2 separate regions of the Mus musculus genome follow, and region 1 is linked to region 2. Evidence: chromatin contacts called from public HiChIP or PLAC-seq data. All regions are on one chromosome and are shown on one strand. Each heading gives the region's core, a stretch centred on a gene start, on an enhancer-like site or on the middle of the called end of the contact. The rest is flanking DNA. Distances are from core to core; before and after follow the strand shown.

Region 1 (3,008 bases), core at 253-2,752, 310 kb after region 2:
CCGATTCTGTTTGGCTATGCCTTCTTTCCTACAGTGGAAGGAAGGCACAGTGTCTCCTCACTGTTGTGAGTTATACTTTCAGTGAAAGAGAACTGAAATATTTCCCAGGCAGCTGAAAATCTCAAAAAGCTTTAACTGAGCTGAAGATAACAGGCTTTTAGGGAAGAAAGTATATGTGTGTGCGCGTGTGCGTGTGCGTGTGTGTGTGTGTCTCCGTGTCCGTGTCCGTGTGTGCTCATGCATGAGAGAGAGAGAGGAGGGAGAGAATGAGAGAGAGACAGAGAGACAGAGAGAGATGGAGAGAGAATGAGTGAGACAGACAGACAGAGCAGAGCAGATGTACAGACTAGAGGACAGTCTTGGTTGTCCTTGCTCCCAGCTTGCTTTGAGCAGAGTCTCTTATTGATCACCACTGTAGAAGTCCGGCTAGCTGGAGGTGTTGTCCTGTCTCTGCCTTCCATCTCACCGCAAGTGAATCAAGGTTTCAGGTGCCTTCTAACACATCTGTCTGCCTTTTGTGGGTCTGGGGATCTGAGCTGTGATCTTCAGGCTTGCCTGGTAAGAATCTTATCCACTGAGCCATCTCTCCCAGCCTGGTAGCAGGCTTTTGAGGGAACCCTGGGTGTGATTGAAAAAATGTTGGAGAACAGGATGGCTCCACTGGTGAAATCACTTTGCCACCGAGCTTGGTGATCGAGTTTCCTCCTCAGAAATCTTCAAGGTGGAAGGAGAGAACTGGCTAACCTCCACAGTGCCCCTAAATAATAAATACATGAAAAATGAAATGTTTTTAAGAGTATGTGTATGTGTATATATATGTGTGTGTGTATGTGTGTGATGTGTATACACACACACATACACACACACACACACACACACACACACACACACACACACACATCTACATGATGTTGGATTAGGATGCATGCACAAAGCCCTGGGTTTGATGTTCAGAAAAGCAAGATGGAGGGAGGGAGGGAGGGAGGGAAAGAGGGAGGGAGGGAGGGAGGGAGGGAGAAGGGGAGGGAGAGAGGGAGGGAGAAGGGGAGGGAGAAGGGGAGGGAGAGAGGGAAGATAAGATGTCCACTGTGTTTTGCACAAGACAAAGGATGATAAGAATTATCTAATCAGATATACAGAGAAGATATCAAGAAGAACAAGGAAATAAAGATGTGTTGGAAAGCAAGATGCAAACTAGAGAGAGAATCCCTGTTTCCAGAACTACTTCTCCGGCCTTCCAGCCTTCAGAGCTCCCTGCTCAAGGTTTAAGATGAGAGATTGTAAACCCTGCTTCATCCACATCCTTAGTTTAGCCAGCCAGAGCTTTGAAATGGCAACTAAATTGCCTTTTGGTGAAATCAAATCTTCCCTTACTAGCCTCAAGCAGGGAGGACTCCCTAGCGCTGGGGCTGGCTAATTCGTGCCAGCAGCTCAGGGTCACTCTCCCGGAACCACTGAGGTGAGCACTATTAAAGGGTTACTAGCCTCCTTTGTCGCCTGCAGTTTGTCCTGTAGGGGGTCACCCACTGCAGCCTTTTCTCCCCAGCCTGCCTGCCCGGCAGGAGGCTGCTCAGGGCAGTAAAATGTTTATTACCTGTTTATTGTGTGAGTAACCGCATTCAAGAAGGAAATATTTTCCGGTTTACCTAGGGCAATGAAAATAGGATTAAGAATTCTGAGGGCTGAGAAAGGAGCTGTATAAAAGCCAGAGTCACAGAACATACCGCCTGCAGCCACGAGGAGCCAGGCACCCACCACAGCTCCAGCCCTTTGTTCTAGTCCTGGCCACTTCCTCTCCTGTTCCCAGACTCTGCAATTCATCACCGAGGCTCTAGGGACTGCTAGCTCTCCCCTAAAGGAGAGTTTGGCTCCCATCCCAGATATGGCTATCAAACTGCACCAAAAGACAGGTCGGGGGCCTGATTAACATTTGCACACATATTTCTCTTGCCTCCAAAGGAAGTTACAAACAGCTTAATTTCCAACAATCTTGTAATGTGGAGGTTCAATATATAATATCATATAACCATTTGTATCATCCTCCAACCGCTGTGTGTAGTGAATGCAGCCATCACGGTCCAGACTTAATTCATGTCTATGATTTAAAAATTACTATCGCAAATCTTCAATTAGTTCCCAAACATGATCCTCCCCCAACAGTTTCTCCTCCCAGGATTTTTTTTCTTTTTTTCCCTTTTATCTTTTTTTTTTCTTTTCCTTTTTTCTTTTGTTTTCTTTTCTTTTTTTTTGTGCTGCTAATTCTCTTATTAAGACATGTCTTGTCTTGATCATTAATGGAGCAACACAGGATTTAAATTCTTTTCATAGTTCACAAAATTATTCTTCCCACTCTCTAAAAGTAAAATATGCAACCCTCTAAGTGTAGTCATTCTTACGAGTGGGCTTCAGGATTGAACCCTAATTATTTCTATTGTTCTCTAGGCATTCATTCGTTCATTCATTCATTCATTCATTCGTTCCGCGCTCGGGCTATTATTATCACATGCTTGGACATAGTCCTGAGAATATTCAGTTGTCCTTCAACCCATTCACAGGTCAGCTGCCTTCCAGAGGAAATATGAGTCCCTTCACCCTTAGCTTACAATGCCCACTTAACCCACTCAAAGCCTATTGTCCTTGGGCACCTGTTACCTGCTGAGTCCTCTATCTCATCTTTAGTCATGCTGTGGACCACAAAGTTCAGAAGTGAGTCTGCTGTGTTCCATCTTTGGGCCGGCTGCTCCCTCAGCCTAGGATTCTCCTGCCCTAGCCCTTCATTTGTCTGGTGTCTCCTGTCCTCTGGCCTCTGAGAACTCACTCTGAGATTGGGAACATGATGCAGTTGATGACAATGGCAACCTCAAGACTTGATCAGTACCTGTCACTGGGCTGCTGTGGGAGATGAGAGACTCAGTGCTTTCTTAGGGGCCTTTGGTTTTGCTTGAGGGTAGCAGGGTCTGTGGGACAGGGGAGTCAGAGAGTCCTCCAGCCTCCAGAGATTAACGCCC
Region 2 (2,940 bases), core at 289-2,788:
TGAGCAGGGCATGGGAGATCCCTAGTGCAGCAGGAGATTGATGCAGGCAGGACTAAGCTTGGCGATACTGGAAGGGAACAGCTTTCAGATGCCACGCGGAAGGCCTTGGAACAAGTGGGGCATTAGTGTTAGCTCTCTCCTGGTGTTGGGCAAGAGACACAGAGGAGGGCTCGGGGCTGAGCTAAGGGGCTGTGCCCTCATCTCAGGGTGCTGGGAGCTGGATTTGAGAAATGTGAGTGAAATAAAATGCAAAAAGCTTTTGCTTTTAGAGATGGGAGATGAGGAGGGAATAGGAGCCCAGCCTGAAGGATTGGTGGACCATCAGTCTCTTTAGAAAGGTCTCTTTAGAAAGAACTCATGGTTTCCAGTTTGGGGTGTGCAGGTCTGTGGGGAGGCACTGAGATCCAAGACAGGCTCTTGCTATCACCCTGGATAACCCACAGTGGCAGAGTCATTGATTTTTGCTCTGTCAAGACAGGGGGAGCAGGAAATGCGTGGAGTGTGAAGTGGGAGGAGCTAAAGCTCTTCCCATGATTAAACTGAATCTGACGGAACCACCGCAGAAGGATGAACCCAAGGTCCGTACACTGTGAGGTCCTTTGAGGAAGAGGCAGGATCACAGGCGGAGGCAACTCTGAGATCCTTGGGTGTCAGCAGCCAAGCTGAAGAAAGGCTGCCCCCGTGTCGCAGTAGGAAGGGATTCATGCTGCTGATTGGACGGCTCTGTGTTCTTGGCTATCGGTGGCAGGCTGCCAAAGCTCCTCTAAGCTGTCACTCACGGCCGGGAGGGCCGGACTTGTGGAGCTTGCCTCTCCAGAAAGTCTTTTTGGCCTTGAGACAAAAGAAAAAGAGCAGCTTATCGCACACTTCAGGATCCAGAGAGCCAGGAATTAATGAGCTAAGACACTGACCGAGGAAGTGGGAGAAAGCAAGGAAGGAGAGGTTCAAATGGTGGTTCTGCTTAGACGATAATGATGGTGATGACGATGATTATAAATCCTTGCAAACAGACATGAAAAGGAGGAGAAAGTTAGACTCTCGGGATCCTTAGGAGCTTCATTTGGGGCCACCATTATCTGAGGAGCCAGTCTCTGTGCTCAGTTGTCCCCAGTGACAGAAAAGAGAAAGAAATCTAAGAGTTCCAGATTTATAGATTTTCTTAATAATAAGGATGACGGTAGATGAGGGAAGGACAAATGGGAGTCTGTGGCCAGCGTGGGCAGGCTGCCTCCTTGTTTTATTTTACTGGTGATTTTCCTTTGCTTTGCACAGATCAGATTTCCCGCTCTGGTATTCAACAAGGAGCACATAGCCCGAGGATAGCAATTAGCTCTCTCTGAGCCCACTCTCCTTTGCACAGCTCTCGCTGACGTGTGCAATTACTAGCACCCCGGCAGCTCTTTTCAGATCTCGGCTGTGCACAGTGGGAAGTCAGGCCCACCATCCCAGAGTCCTCTGCCCAGACTCCTCCTCACCTGGTGCACAGGGACCTTGCCTGCAAATAGAACTGACGTGCCGGGACGTCATCGGGCCTGGCAGAGCTCATTGGCAGAGAAGTTCAGAGTTTTATTTTCAACCTAGAGACAGGCGGAGATAGATCCAGCTAGAACAGGTCTCTTCCGGCTTAGGCCCTCCTCCTGTGGTTGCTGGAGTTGTGGAGGATGGAATGTCAGAGGGAGCGTGCTTCTTATAGCCTCCTGGCTCACAGACTGAAGTTGGCTCCCTACCCCTCCGGCTGGTCCGTCGTCACAGTAGTCCTACGGTGTCCTGCGGGAGCTGCCTTCCCACAGCTTTCTTCTCTGCTTCTTTTCTTTCTCTACCTTGTGTGGTCAGGGTGTGTGTGTGTGTGTGTGTGTGTGTGTATGTGTGTATTCCTCAGGTAGATCCACTTCCAAATGAAGACCCCCCCCCCACCCCCAGCTAAGTTAATTCACTTCAGCTATAAAGTTGCCTGGGTAGACAGGAATGGCTTAAAACTTTAGGAATAAAAACTATAATACAGTGCAGGAAATGTTGCCTTTGTGTGGGAGGCAGAGAAAACCAAACCCTAAGAGGCTGAGATCCACTTCCATTCACCCTTCAAGGGAGGGCATCTTTGCCAAACCTGACTCTCCACAGGAGGATTCATAAATGGTGGTTGTTGTTGTTGTTTTCTTTTCTGGTTCATCTCATACCTGGCTGTGCCTTTAAGGAATGTTTTGGGGGGAGGACAGGGCACGCTTTGAGACCTCCTTCTTATGTATCCCAGACTGGCCTGTAACTCAGGATCCTCCAGCCTCAGTCAGCCTAGTGAGGGGATCGAGGTGGCACTGTGCCAAGCCTACATGTCTTCTTTTAAAAGGCAGAGACTTGCTACCGACCTAAAATCCAAGAGACCACAAAAGCAAGCTCTGGTGTGCCCACTCAGGGCTAGCTGAGGAGGCTCCCAAGTTCCCAGGGATTTTAGGGCGGAACTAGCAAAGGGTTAAGTGCCCCTCCCCCAACCCCCATCCCGCCACTACCTGACTCCACCCCCCCCCCCTCGTTGCTTGAAAGAGCAGTGTGGCCTAAAATGAGGGTTCTCTGCTTTGGCTTCTGTCTCTCTTGCTTGTCCTGACTTAGTAATCGTTCATTGTGACCGGCTTCTGTACATTACCTTGCCTCCTGTCCACAATCGCTCCACAGCTAAATTTCTGTTGCTTTTTAATTATCGCCATCATTATTTGGAACCGACGCGATGTTTTAAGCGAGATGTTTCGTCTTCTCGGTTGCCCCAGTGAAGAGGCCCGAAAAGGACCACAGCCCAGCCGGAGTGGGCCTCCCCTTCGAGGAAGCCCCTCGGCCACTCCCACCCTGGTGGGTTGTTTGTGTCTCACCCCATCAGCCACTAGGTCTTAGTAGGCTCCTGTCCCCCAAGGGGGTTTCTCTTGTGCTGTATTCCTGGGCCTGGCCTCTGATTCC

Evidence for each region. HiChIP or PLAC-seq counts read pairs in DNA pulled down with a chosen protein or histone mark.
Region 1: an HNF4G HiChIP or PLAC-seq map of pancreatic cancer cells shows a contact between it and region 2. The contact joins two enhancer-like sites. A contact is called at or near these places in 3 of 39 promoter capture datasets (cranial neural crest, frontonasal cranial neural crest and maxillary cranial neural crest), 1 of 484 Hi-C or Micro-C datasets (the N1E-115 cell line), 14 of 115 datasets of contacts at active chromatin or transcription factors (bone marrow-derived macrophages, cardiomyocytes, craniofacial prominence and 10 more) and 1 of 9 other capture datasets (embryonic stem cells).

Annotation. Positions count from the first base shown.
Region 1 is chr3:51,738,020-51,741,027 of GRCm38.p6, reverse strand. The region is part of intron 2 of Maml3 (mastermind like transcriptional coactivator 3); the gene reads left to right. Among named protein-coding and RNA genes, the nearest start is that of Gm46803, 32 kb to the right of the region's middle. RefSeq lists an enhancer at 1,172-2,176. Within about 2 kb of position 1,502, at least 105 of the 459 cell types and tissues checked have an H3K27ac peak or open chromatin away from gene starts, as enhancers often do. A contact at or near this core is called in the N1E-115 cell line, epiblast stem cells and pancreatic cancer cells, where this site is marked.
Region 2 is chr3:52,044,864-52,047,803 of GRCm38.p6, reverse strand. All of the region lies in intron 1 of Maml3 (mastermind like transcriptional coactivator 3), which reads left to right. Among named protein-coding and RNA genes, the nearest start is that of Maml3, 59 kb to the left of the region's middle. Within about 2 kb of position 1,538, at least 377 of the 459 cell types and tissues checked have an H3K27ac peak or open chromatin away from gene starts, as enhancers often do. A contact at or near this core is called in the N1E-115 cell line, epiblast stem cells and pancreatic cancer cells, where this site is marked.